Regions from separate parts of the Mus musculus genome. Here region 1 is linked to region 2. A link is a contact called in public HiChIP or PLAC-seq data. All regions are on one chromosome and are shown on one strand. The core of a region is the stretch at or near the end of the contact, and the rest is flanking DNA. Distances in the headings are between cores, read along the strand shown. Region 1 holds the start of Agpat1 (1-acylglycerol-3-phosphate O-acyltransferase 1 (lysophosphatidic acid acyltransferase, alpha)). Region 2 holds the start of Cyp4f17 (cytochrome P450, family 4, subfamily f, polypeptide 17).

Region 1 (7,106 bases), core at 3,623-6,122, 2.1 Mb before region 2:
CTTTTCCCCTGCAAATCTTCCACTTCCAGTCCGTTCTCCCCCTTGGGCTCTGTCAAGACCCACCGCTTCTCACCCCTTCCCCTCTTACTTCATGTTCTCGACATTGCGCCCTCGCACAGCACACACGGGGATTGCGAGGATCGCCAGGAAGAGGATCCAGCCGTTGTAGAAGGCCATCTTAAAGAAATACTTGGCACTGGAGCTGCAGAACCACAGGGTGGACAGCAGCAGGAGCAGCAGCAGCAGCAGCGCCGTCCAGGCCCCGGGCCACAGCTCCATTCTGGTCACCTGTGGACGGGAGGAACCACGTTAACCAGGCACAGTGGGCAAGGCTCAAAGATGTTCCAGGGATCCAGAATGGGGAGGAATCCAGTCAGACAGCTCCTCTCAGCCGCCCCAGGACTCTTAGATGCAGACAGACAAGAGCCCCAAATGCACACATTCTCAGGTAAGTGAAGGGGGACAGCAGCGAGCGATGCTGGTGGCTAACACGGTGGCTGGGAAGCACTATGGTTTTTGAGGCAAGTGGACCTGGAACTCTGTAGCCCAGGCTGGCTTCTAATTCATAGCGACCGACACTCCTCTGTCTCCTACACGCTGAGGGGACAGGTATGGGGCACCACAACGTGCTCTGAACAGATAGTCTATACATGTACCGCTCACTTCCAATGGAGAGGGACTGAGTTTGTTAAATGCACACCAGACTCGTGAGGACTCTGGGTGAAAAACAGGCCAGTAAACCATCCCATAACACTCGCCCCACCTCCCAGTGCGGGGCCCTGCGCATGCGAGGTAAGAGTTCTACCACCTGACCTAATCTTTTACCCATTCCTTCTGGTTCTACTGGCTTCGGTTAAAGAGACTAATAAAATGAACTTCACTGTTTCTTTTTGCCTTTTATTCTGTGGTTATCAAAAGTTGAAAACTAACCAAGGGCAGCTCCATTTGGTGTCTGGTGGACAGCGCTGGTCTATGTGGCATGTTAAACTCTATGTATGGCCCACACAGTCGTTTACAACCTGCACCATTGGTTTCACAAGAAATGGCTCCAGGAAAGAGCTTCACCTCAGGCTACTGAGCTCCTAGGCAGCAGCTCCTCGAACAAACCTAATCCTCCTGTGCTCCCAAACCCGACTACACTGTCACTGCACGGACACACACACATGAGCACACACACACACACACATGAGCACACACACACATGAGCACACACACACACACACACACACACACACATGAGCACACACACGCAGCAGACATGGGAACAGTGCCCAACAAACGCTGTAGTTCAAGTGGCAAGAACTGAGGCTCATGTCACAGATACAAAAATCTCCAAATGTAGAGACTAATACTCACACACACAAACACACACAAACACACATCATCCTGTGCTCCCGAACCTTACTATACTGTCACTGCATGGACACACACACACACACACACACACACAAAATCAGACATGGAAACAGTGCCCGACAAACGCTGTGGTTCAAGTGGCAAGACCTGAGGCTCATGTCACAGATACAAAAGTCTCTGCATGCTGAGACTAATATAGTTACACACACTATCAAACCTGGTGACAGATACAGTAAGCTCATATCTAGAAAACTCTCTCCTCCCCAGGTGGAGAACTTTGTGCCCCTATCCCCAACATACCAAGGTGCTTCCACAGACAGGCAAAGAAACCCAACCTTCCCGTCTTCCCTTCTAGCCTCATGGAGGCAGTGAGGGCGGGCAGGTTGTGTGAGAGGTCATATCAAGGAAACAGTACAAGGAACTTTTAATGCCTGCCAGGGCAGGAAGAGGCTCGAGCAGGAAGAGGTGCAGGAGAGCGTGCAGAACCTGCCTTCTGGGCCCTTCCTCTTTACTCCCCTCTGCTCCACTGCTGGAGGCAGCCTCACAGGTGATAAAAAGGCAGTTCTATACCTGTCTCTCCATGTAGGCCAAAGGCTCTTCCTTCCTTTCAGAGGAAAGCCTGCCCCCACCCTTACCCCCCAGAACTCCAAACAGTGGGCTTTCTAACTGCTCTGCCCAGCATCTTTGATCCCTGGGCTGTACGCTGCTTGTGGGCAGTGTGCCTTCCATCCCTCCTCACATGGCTGCCAGAGATGCTGTCACCTCAGTCTGAGCATCTGTCTCTCCAAAAGACCTTTCTTGGAAAGTTGACTTGCACTTCTTTGACCCTGTCTCCAAAATGATTTACTTCACGTCCCTAGATTTGCCACAAGACCTCCATGCTTCTGCGCTTTGACTACGCTGTTCTCTCTGGCTGGCAGGCCCTGCCTCCTCTTGCCTCACCTAGGCCGGCACCACTTTCCCAATGCCTTTTGGGACCTGAACAGGCCCACGTTTTCATTACAAATTTTCTCGATTGCCCTTGCATATCCCCAGACTGGTCGTTAACTATGCTCCTGCCTGCCCTTCCCGAGTGCTGGGACCAAAGGTGTGTGCCACCACACTGGTATGATCAGTGGTTGTCAAGGCCTAAAAATATAAACTTGTGTGCCTCACCCACACAGCGTGACCCTGGCACCAGGCCAACATGTATGTTAATGTGCCTTCCAGGTAAGTATGAGGCTCGATGGTCTTGCCAAGTACTGATGGTGATAACACGCTTTGGGTTAATGCTCACTGGTTTTTTTTCTGCCTAGCTTCCTTCAGACTGTAGGAGACTTCAGGCCAGGGATTCTACCTTATTTTCAGTGCCCACCAGAAGCAGGTACAGAGGATGCTCAGCAAACCCTGGTGACGGGATTATTTGGCCACAGACACCACCACAGTTGTTCAGCTAGCACTAGGCAGCGCGGTTCTTGTTTCTGCTTCCTCTCATTTTGCTTCTGCAGTGCCGAGATTTTCTGTGCTGGGCAAGTGTTCTCAGCGTCATCGATGGCTACCTTCTTTAGGTATAGTAACTAGAAAAGGTCACCTCCCCCGCCCCAAATACTGACGACAGCAAGAAGACTTAGAGCAACCCACTGTAAATATACAGGGCCACAGGGAAGCCACAGTGACGGAAGCCACATCGCGAAGATGCCATCTCACACAGCATGCACCACGGAACCAACATGCCACCACACTTGTCATCAAACGTGCCAACCCTGCAAAGAGTGGGGCACAGAGAGTGGTCCATCCATATACACGGGCACTGTAGGCTTGCCACAGGACAGACTTGCATTAGATGTGACTCAGAATATAAATACAGCCCACGGAGAGAAACAGATGTGAAGAGACAGGTCAGGTGGTCAGCCAAGGAAGAACGGTTCTTTGGAACATGGGTGTTGTGTCACATGCATGTAAGGAATACCAGGCTAGCCTTGGCTAAATGTCAAGCTGAGGCCAGCATAAGGTATGTGAAACTGCCAAGGCCCCCGGGGTGGGGGATAAAAAAGAAGAAAAGAAAAAGAATCCTTAGCTGGACATGGTGGCATACACTTTTCATACCAGCACTCAGAAGGCAAAGACAGGCAAGCTTGAGGCTAGCCAGGAAGGACTACGTTGAGACTCTGTCTCAAGACAAAACAAAAAATACTTTGCAGAATTAACAATACTTGTGTAACACTTGGTTTGAAGAAGGCATTGTCTTTAGACAGAAATGTTTGAAGATCCATAAACACATTGGAATGGCAAATGGGTTAATGAGCATACAATCAATCAATCACACCGACAACGAATTTACAAAATAAATGGCAGGTGCAACCAGTACATGCCACCGTTGTGCCACATCGATGTGTCGTCACACCATGCAGATCTTTGGTGAGAGCCACACCTACTAAACAGGTTACTGTGGTCACAGGGCTGAACCACTGAACCCCACAGGCAGAAGAACCCTGCACCCTCTGGAACTGAACACCTGTGAGGCTGAGGGACCAAGCTAAGGCAAACGGGAAGCCCCAGGGCAGGTAGGCCGCACGGAAACACCCAACAGGTGAAACATACCAAGTCCTCACACAGATTTGACCCTGGAGCGTGTCACAAACTGAACTTGGGGCAATGGGCGTGAAAGCGGATAGCCATTCTGATGGGGTTTTAAACGTCATTCTCTACAGCCCATGGAAAGCACAGCACAGGGCTGCACAGAAGCCGGGCATCCTATCCAAGGCGCCGGACCTCCCACAGGCCACTCGTGTGCTAGTGAGGGGCTCTGGGTGGAAGGCCGCTTCCAGATCAGTGCTGCTTCCGTGTGAGAGGTTAGCGGGTGCCTGACAGCAATTCCTAGGAAGCAGTCCTGGCCTTCTCACCGCCACCCAGAAGTCATGTGGGGCCAAAAAGCAGCAGAAGGGCTGGGAAACCCGAAGGGAATCCCCTTTTCAAGACTCGTCCCCTTGTCCACACCCCCGTCCCAAATTCCGAGTTCCCATCCCTCCTCTCGCCCGCCTCTGCACTCTGAGCAAGGCCCCCAACCTCGGAGCCTGTTCCCAGCCTTCGTCGCTCCCATTCTTCCGCTCAGGCCCCTCTCCCCAGCAACCCTGTCCCCAGCCGGCCCTCCCGGCCCCATCTCTCCCCATCCCCGTGCCTCTCGGCCCCCTCCTCCCACAGCCTCCCACCCCCTTCCCGCCCACACCTCAATGGGGCGGGGAGCCTGGGGGACGGGCCCCCTCCCCAGCCAGGCTGCGGCAACGGTGGTGGCGGCTGGCTGTATCTCTGTCTCGGTGTCGGTGCCAAGGGGGCGACAGGATTTGGGGATGTCCTAGCCCCGGCCGATGGAGGGGTGGTGGGAGTGGGAAGCTGGGCCCATATCGGTAGGAATGGTGGGGGGCAGTACCCCCGACACCCTCCCTCCCTCCCTGCCGGCTCTCTGAGGGTCGGGGCTACTGCCGCCGCTATCTCCCCCACCCCTCCCAGCGCCTGCTGACTTCCGGGGCTGGCCAGGAAGTGGGGGTCTATGATGGGCAGCGGGCCTCGCCAATCGCCTCTTCAGAGACCCGCATCTCCTCCCCATGCCTGCCGGGCCTCTCGCTGGCCCCGCCCCAGGGAGCTCAGTGGCGCTCGCGGCCTCGGTCAGCCTCATCGCTCGGGCCACCGGTTTCAGCACCGGTGACCCCGGCTCCCTCGCTGCTCTATTCCTCTGCCCCGTCTAGCTTCGCTCGCACGCTCTCTGAACCCGTTGCCTTTCTTTGAACCCCAGCGCTATGTAACTCTAGGATCCCCAAACACTTCCTCCTGCCTTTCCTGTCTCCCATTCAATCACAAACGTTTATGAAGTACCTTCTGAATTCAAGCAGTAGGCTCACCTTTTTCTGCTCAGGCCTCGGGCTTTCCCTGAATAGCTCTCCAGCTTTCTGTCCACTTGCCCTTTGTCCCGGGTCTCCATCTCCTCCACCCACCTTTAGTCTTTAAAGATAAAGGAGCCCTCTGACCTTCTCTCCCTTTCAACCTTGTTTTCCTACTTAGTACTTTCCTAGTTCTTCATTCACCCAATCTGAGCCAACCACTCCCCCCCCCCCCACACACACACACACGATCTGGCCGCTGGCTTTTGGTGGTGTATGCTTGTTAACAGCAGTACATGAGAGCCTCGGGCAAGAGTATCCGAGTTTGAGGCTATAGCTGAGACCTGTAAGAAGCTAAGTCCTTTCGATGGAATTCGAGCAATAAAACACTGCTTCCTAAGGGTGATAAAATGGTGGGATGTGCCGCGTATCTAACTGGCCAAACCCTACTTCCCTCTTCACACTCTGGACGAGTCCATCGTTCCTACCTCCTATTCGCCTATTCTGCATCTAAACCTCTTCAATACTCCAGATCCTCGCTTCTCCGTACCTCCTCCTATAGAGAGTCCCAGCTTCTCACCTTTCTTTATTCCTCAGTCACACAGGTCCTTTATCAAGGTATTGAATAATCCTTAGCTAGCGTGTTCTCGTCTCCCGCCCATGGACACCTTTGCCCTGGGTGATTTACATGGCTTGGTGAAGAGCCCTTGCGAATGCGAGGACTGTTACCTAATTCTGGGCCTTGGGCCATAGTGAGGGTCACTGAGTGCTGGAAAGGCCCTAGCTGCCAGCCGTCCAGCCAGGAAAAAGATCCAAATCTATGCAGGGCAAACTACAAGGAAGGGGCGGATCTACCCCATTCTACGGCGGGTCACCTAGGGGTCGGCCTCTGTCCTTTGGGCGCCCACTCCCAAGAGGGTGGAACCAGTCCTTTTCTGCTTGTAAGGTTTAGGACGGAGTGGGGGTCCACTGTGGTCTGCTGTGTCACATTACAACGGTGGGCCTTTGGCTCGGTCCTGCTGTGAGAATCACCTAGAGAGGCTAAGTCGTCCAACCGAGAGAGTGGGGTTAACACCGGCGCCACAGACCGACGGCCGCACCATCCACGCGTCGGGCTAACCCCAGCTCTGCTCCCCGCTTCTCCGAGAGGGAGGGGCGGACCCAAGGTCTTCCCTCTACGTCACCCAAGGAGGCCGGAGCCATCTTGAACCCTGCGACCCTGGTACTTCTGCCCTTCCCCCTCCCCCCTTAGCTCTGCACCGTCTCTCCAGATCTCGGCCAATCAGCGGCGGAGTAAACCGCCCAATCAAGCGGAGAGAGTCCGGGCGGAAAGACCCGGATAAGGCCGAGTCGAGGCCTTTGAACCTAAGGCCCCGCCAATAGCGGAGGGGTTGCCATGGTGACGAGAGAGAGCGAGTGAAGGGGCGGGACTGGAGTCGACACCGCCTTCGTCTGGGTTGGCCTATTCCACGCCCCCCCCCCCCGCTTATTGCGCATGCTCATTCTTCCGTGTCATGCCAGCCAATCATTTGATTTGGAACCATTCGCTCTAAAGTCCAATAGGAACCCGGACCTTCTAAGAAAGAGGAAGAGAAGGAAAAAAAGAGGCTTATGGTGGGCGAGTTCTGTAGGCCTGAGCCAATCCCTTCTGAGCTTTGGTTATGACTGGCAGCTGAACTGACGAATCAAAGCCTCTTTAGCTGAGTGACAACACAGGCCTAGCTCATTATGACCAATCCCTCGGCAGTGCATAGTTACTGAAGCCCTATCAGCCAATCATCATCGTGCAAGGGTAGGGGCCCCACACACACCTTTTTCCGCCCCCACTCTTTGGATCAATCGTGTCCTTTGAATTCTATATGATTGGCAGGTACCTCGACCAATAATGATGAGAAA
Region 2 (6,625 bases), core at 22-2,521:
TATTATATATTTTATATATTATATAATATATAATAAATATATAAAAATATATTATATGTTTTATATATTATATACAATATATAATAAATCTCATTTAAAAAAAGAAAGAAGAAGAAGGAAGGAAGAAAGGAAAGAAAGAAAGAGAGAGAGAGAGAGAGAGAGAGAGAAAGAATTTTAAAAATTGGAGAGGAGGGATGTCAACTTCTGCCATTCAGCATCGCTGTCCCTCAAGAGACTCTGGCCAGCAGAGATGGGCTAAGAAAGGAGCATACCCAATTTATTCCACTAGAAAGGCTCAACTCCAACAACGTTAAGTGAAATAGCACATTGAGGGGGAGAGCTCTGCTCCCTCAACCTATCCTGGGGTGGGGTGGGGTGGGGGGCACTAACAACACAGAACAGGACTGAACAAGCAACAGAAAGAGATCTTAAAACATGAGTTCTTATCAGAATGTGATCCGAAGTTAGCTGGGAACGAGAAAGGGCAAAAAAGAAAAAAGCCTCAAAACGTGGTGTAGACAGAGGCCAGGAGTAGATATGCCGGGTATGTGACTAGATAGAGACTCACTCAGCCTCCCTCCCTCACCTCTCCACCCTCTCACGACTCCCAGGTTCCTAAGAGCCTTTCCTGACACACCAGACCTACCTGCTGCCACACTCACCATGCTCATGTGACCCCAAAACCAGTGCCGCGAAGGGGGCTCGGGGAAGCAGCGGAGACGGCAGTAGTTGTCATAGAAGGCACAAATCCAGGTCAGAATTCGAGCCAGGAACAAGGAGGCCCCAACCAACTGCAGAAGTTGCCATGGGAAGGCAGCTCCAGGCCCCAGTCCCAGCCAGGACAGGCCCAGCTGTAGCATCCTGCAAGAAAGATAGGCCAGAAGTGAGATCCTGAGGCCCAGGAGACAGAGGTGGCCCTCCATGGTCACTGGACAGAGATGGTGACTTAGAGGACTAGAACACAGGAAGGAAAAGGGACACCCAGGGCTACGGAGAGACAGAGAATCAGGCAGGAGAGAGGCAGATAGGATCTGTTTATAGTCTGCGTTGGCCTAGACTGAAGCACAGGTATGTAGCGTAGTAACTGGGAAATCAGGCCTGCCTGCAGAGCCACCCCAGCTGTAACAGAGCTTCCACTGTTCAGTAGGGGCCTTCCGTGTGTCCCAAGTCCGGCACCTTTTCTCAGGAGTAATGCGTCCCAGAAACGTCCGCTCTTCCCTGGAAATGTTTTTGATCCTGGCTACCGGCTGAGCAGGACGATGAGCTGGACTGAGCCAATCCCTCGGTGGCCCAGAGCCCTCCTCCCAGCCTGGGTAGAATATCAAAATGCGGGGGGCGGGGGCGGGGGCGGGGCGGGGGCGGGGCCAACCCGAAGCAATTGGAGCCAATCCAGGGTCACATGTCCAGGCAAGCAGGGTCCTCAGGATTCAACACCTTCCATCTGAACCAAGACAAAGGTGTCTAGAGACCCAAAGTTTACAATCTGTCCCGTTCTCACTAGGCTCCGCAGGTCCTCTGAGGACCTGCAGGCTAGAGGGCAGCAGGCAGTGTTTTCCAGTTCGGACTGAAAGGATCCGAGCCTCTGCCTACCAGCTGCACAACCTGGCAGAATTCTCCCTCCAAGTAATCCAGGTTCCGAGTGGAGACAAGACTTCCAGAAACAAAGAATCCGGCCGTGCTGGAACGGACTAAAAGAGATTCTGAAGATTAAAACTCCCAGCTGAGGGACCAGAGTTCAGTTAGGAAGTAGGTGGGAGGGGTCAAGCTGAGCCGCCAGTCGTGGGGAAATCCAGGCAGGCGAGAAGAGAGAGGGGGTTGTGGGCTCCGGGTCAGCAGCACCACGTTGAGAGCTCCAAGAGAAAAACACCATTCACAATACAAAGGCAGGCCCATCTGAATAACACTATTATTCATTCAACTGAAAGGGTAAAAGCCCAAGGATGCGCAAGTGACGGACTTCAAGCCGTAAAAGATATCTATAACTGCCAACCCAGACTGCTGCATCCAGAAAAGCTGTCTGTCATAAAGAAGGACATTTTTTTTAACTATCAGCGGTAAAAATAGAACAAAGGCATTTATGAGCACTGAGCCAGCTCTACAGAAGATGCTTGATAGAATCCTTCAGGCTGAAGAGGGGGAAATCAGGCCACAAAGTCCAGGAAATAAATAAATAAATAAATAAAACACACTAGAATATTATTAAAGCAAGAGAGGAAGAAGGAGGAAAACAAAATCAACAAAATTGCAGGAATCAACAAACACCTTTCAATAACTCGGGTGTTCTCAGTCTCAACTGCACCCCAGATAAAGGCACAAGCATGGATCTGCTGCTTCTAAGAAATATCTCACTACAAGAGGCAGATAAGATTCTAGCTCAGGGTGAAAGGACGCTAAGCTATCTCAGGGGACAGGAAGATGGCTCAGTGTGAATGCACCTGCAGCCAAGACTAACAGCTTCACTCTGCTCCATAGAACTGACCAGCATGATGAAAGGAGAGAATTGACTCCTGCAAACTGTCCTCTGGCCTCCACACCCATGGCATGACAGGCACGTGTGCCCACACACACACACACACACACACACACACACACACACACAAATAAATAAAATGTTAGTTCACAGACTTTTAAGGGTATGCCAAGGAAATGGACCTAGAACACAAGCAAGCAAGTGTGTTGCTGTTCTATCATCTGACAAAAGAATCTTCAAATGAAAACTAGTGAGAAAGAATAGAGAAGTCACTCATAACCCGGTGAGATGCTTCCGTGGGTAAAAAGCTCTTACCACCATAGTCAACACAAGCCAGACAACCTCAGTTCAATCTAGATTAAGAGGCAGTGTCCTCATGGGGTGCCTGTTGATATCTGTGGGAAGAAGGGGCAGGCCATAAGGTATTACAGTCTGAACAGCAGCTGGATTCTAACATTACATTCTTTGTGTGTGTGTGTGTGTGTGTGTGTGTGTGTGTTGAGACTATGGTTTTAGGTTTTGGGGGGGTTGTTGTTGTTGTTTGGTTTTGGTTTTGGTTTTGGTTTGTCCAAAACCAAACAACTGTCCTAGAACTAGCTCTGTAGATCAGTCCTGGCCTCAAACCCACAAAGATCTGAACTGCCACCATGGCCACACCACAGGGCCTAACATTACATTCTTACAATATCTGAATTAAATGGCATCATTGATGAAACGGAATTTACAGTCATTTGCAGAACATTCCATCTAAACACACCAGAATACTCATGCTTCTCAGCAGCTTATGGAACTTTCTCTGAAGCAGACCACAAGCCTGCCGAAGGCCCATCTCCTAGGTGATTCTAGATTTTGTCAAGTTGGCAAGTAACACTAACCATCCCAAAGGGTATCTTAGTTATGGTGATGGTGAACCTAGATAATCTCCTTGACTTAACTACCATGGAAACAGACATCTGAGTGTGTCTATAAGGCTTCCAGAAAGGTTTAGCTGAGAATAGAAGACTCGCCTTGAATGTTGGCTGCACCATTCTCTGTTCTGGGGTTCCAAGGTAAATGAAAAAGAGGAAGTTCAGGTTAGAACTAAAGTGGAAGCTTTTTCCCCACTGGGTAACCTTCATCCAGGTGGAATTGCTCTTCGGATGATGGAGAAGAATCTTCAACAGTCCTACTCACCTGCGGACTCAGTGGATTGTAGGGGTTTGCATGAAAAGTGTCCCTCATAGTATTAGCATTTGAACACTTGACCCTCAGCTGGTAGTGCTTTTGGGGGAGGCTTTGTGCAGCCTTGCTGAAGGAAATATATAACTGGGGCCAGTCTTTGGGACTTTAAAAGGCTCCTCTGCTTCTAGCTTGTTCTCTCTCTCCCTTGTGCTTGCAGTTTGACACATGAGCTCTCAGCTACTGATCCAGCCACCATGTCTACCACACTCCACGATGCTTCTCTTGCCATTGTGGACTCTAACCCTCTAGAACTATAATTTAAAATAAACGTTTTTCCTTGACCTTTCCACTCCCCCTTTTCCTTTGACCAAGTAGCCTTGGTCACGTGCTTTATCAGAGCAACAGAAAAACAACTAAGACAGTGTGCTAGATCAATAACTGAGTAGGCGAGGCATATGCACTGGAGCAATAGTGGCAAGTCTGTTATGGGGGTAGCTACCTTCTTTCTGTTTTGGTTTTGAAATCCACTCCATGAGAAGGAATTCATGTCTGATGATGTAAGCTGAACCCATCAAAACCCTATGGAATTGTGGCTATGGAGGTCATAGATCCTTGGGGGTGTATTAGTTGGGATTTCTATTGTCATGATAAAACACCATGACCAAAAGCAACTTGGGAAGGAAAGGGTTTATGTCATCTTACGTTTCCTGGTAATAATCCATCACTGAATGAAGTCATGACAGGAACTGAAGCAGAAGGCGTGGAAGAACACTGCTTACTGGCTTGATTTTCATGATTTGGTCAGCCTGCTTACTTACACAACACTGGGCCACTGGGCAACTGGGTCAGGGGTGGCACCCTCCCACATCAATTATTAATCAAGAAAATGCCCTACAGATTTGCCTACAGGCAATCTGGATGAGGACATTTTCTCAATTGAGAGTCCTTCTTCCCACATGACTCTAGCTTATATCAAGTTGTCATAAAACTAACCAGGACAGAGTATACAGTACTATGCCCAGCCCAGCAAACTGCTTTCTAATGTTTATTTAGACATTACAGGTTAATGCTTCAGGTTAATGCTATTCTCAACATTGGCCAGGGAAGCTTCTTTTTAATAGCATTTGCAGATGTTCATAATTGGTCAAAGTGATTATAATAATATGTGACTGTTGGATGCTCATAAACTAGGCATTTATACCACCTCCCACAAGGCTCGAAGAACATTATGGAAGAAGGGCCAGAAAGTTGTAAGAGGCAGGAATGGAGCGTTGTGATATGCTTTCTCCAAGGCTACTCTTGAATTCACAGCAGCTATGATTACCTGCCTAAGACCTGTCCAAAATTAGGCCTGCCAAATTCTCCCATTAGGCGGAAGAGAGTCACAATGTTTCACCCCTTCCTAGTGATCTATTGGTTAATGGTTGCTGGGAGAGGAAGACATTTTTCTTCAGTGGCATAGCTATGGGTAATGTACACGAGCTATCGTAATATGCACATACTTCTATAAATAGCCCCTCACCAGTGCCTCTGCAAGCAACCATGATAAAACTCATTTAAACACACACACAAAGATGTGAAAGGCTAGCAAAGCAGCTCTACAGGTAAAGGTGCCTTCTGCCAAAACTGACGAGCCAAGTTCACTGCCTGGGGCCCCTGTGGTAGAAAGAACTGACTCCCGCGAGTTGTCTTCTGACATCTGCTCGCCTGCCATGTGCATGCTACACCAAGAAATACGTAAACTTTAAAGACATAAAAGTTGAAAAGAAATGAGCTAGACATGGGAATAAATGAGACATGCAGATACCAACAGCAGGTAACAGAGGGTGATTATGTCAAAATGTGTTATAAGTGTATGAAATGTCCAAAAGAAAGCCATTGTTATGCAGGTTTGATACATGCTAATTAAAAGCATTAAAAGGAAGAAGCAAGATGAAAAGCAGCATTTATCCCTCTCCCTATGTGCTGACTTCAGATACCAGAACTTCCTCACCATGAAGGTCTGTACGCTTGAACTGTATATATCTCATCCTCCCAGAAGTTGCCTTCATTGGGTATTTGTCACAGTAAGAAAAGTAATCAATATGCAAAACTGGTGTTGAGAACAAAGTCAGTGCTGTGATCAATATGACTGTGTGGCTCACAGGCTTTGGGCCTGGTTTGCAAGAGGGATGAGGAGGAATTTTGAACGTCCATCTAGAAAAGCTCTAGAATATGGTAAGTAAGGAGTGGGGGGCCAAGATGGTAGGAGTTTGGGCACTAGAGTGCTGATATGTGGACAGTGAAGGCTCAGTTCATGAGGTTTCAGCAGGGATCAGACTCTCTTGGGAACTGGGCTGGAGGTCATTCCTGTTGTAACAAGATAAAAAATCGTGCTACAGGGCTGGAGAGATGGCTCTCTGGTTAAGAGCACTGGTTGTTCTTCCCAGCACCCATATGGCAGTTCACAACTGACTATAACTCCAGTTCTTGGAGATCCAGGGCCCCCTTCTGACTTCCACAGGCAGCAGACATGAATGTGGTACCCAGACACACATGGAGGCAAAACACATTTAGTGAAATGAAGAGTAAGACATTTGTCAAAGAATCTGGCTATGCTCTGCCGTATTCTGAGAAGCTGAGTTTAGAGAAATGCTGGAGTACGGTCTTGTGCAGTGTATTCAAATGCTGATTTCTGTGCCCCGAGATTTATTTCTGTGTTAGTGGCTTTCTGAAATGCCGTGCAGTTTTCCTCTTAACCCAGCTAGCTCCCAAATAATTGAGACTAAACTGTTATATTTATGTAACAAGCTTTAAGAGCTCAACAACTGAGCAGTGTTAAGTCTATTTTAATCCTCTAAACTAACCTGGCTACCTTCCAAACAAAATTCCTGAGATACTTGCATTTTATTACTAATCTGGCTCTCTGGGCTCCAGATGTTTTCTCATGATGTCTCCTAGACTCTCTTCCTGTGACTAATCCCCACTTTCTCTCTCTTCTTTCCCCTTCCCTAC

The links. HiChIP or PLAC-seq counts read pairs in DNA pulled down with a chosen protein or histone mark.
Region 1: a contact with region 2 is called in an H3K4me3 HiChIP or PLAC-seq map of embryonic midbrain, with 5 times the contacts expected there. The contact joins the promoter of Agpat1 here to the promoter of Cyp4f17 in region 2. A contact is called at or near these places in 1 of 39 promoter capture datasets (liver) and 1 of 115 datasets of contacts at active chromatin or transcription factors (embryonic midbrain).

The regions. Positions count from the first base shown.
Region 1 is chr17:34,603,627-34,610,732 of GRCm38.p6, reverse strand. It overlaps Agpat1 (1-acylglycerol-3-phosphate O-acyltransferase 1 (lysophosphatidic acid acyltransferase, alpha)), which reads right to left and starts at 4,872. Exons shown (of 7, transcript NM_001163379.1): 1 at 4,562-4,872; 2 at 89-288. The coding sequence starts at 279.
Region 2 is chr17:32,501,130-32,507,754 of GRCm38.p6, reverse strand. Cyp4f17 (cytochrome P450, family 4, subfamily f, polypeptide 17) reads right to left here and starts at 1,271. Exons shown (of 13, transcript NM_001101445.2): 1 at 1,177-1,271; 2 at 663-861. The coding sequence starts at 860.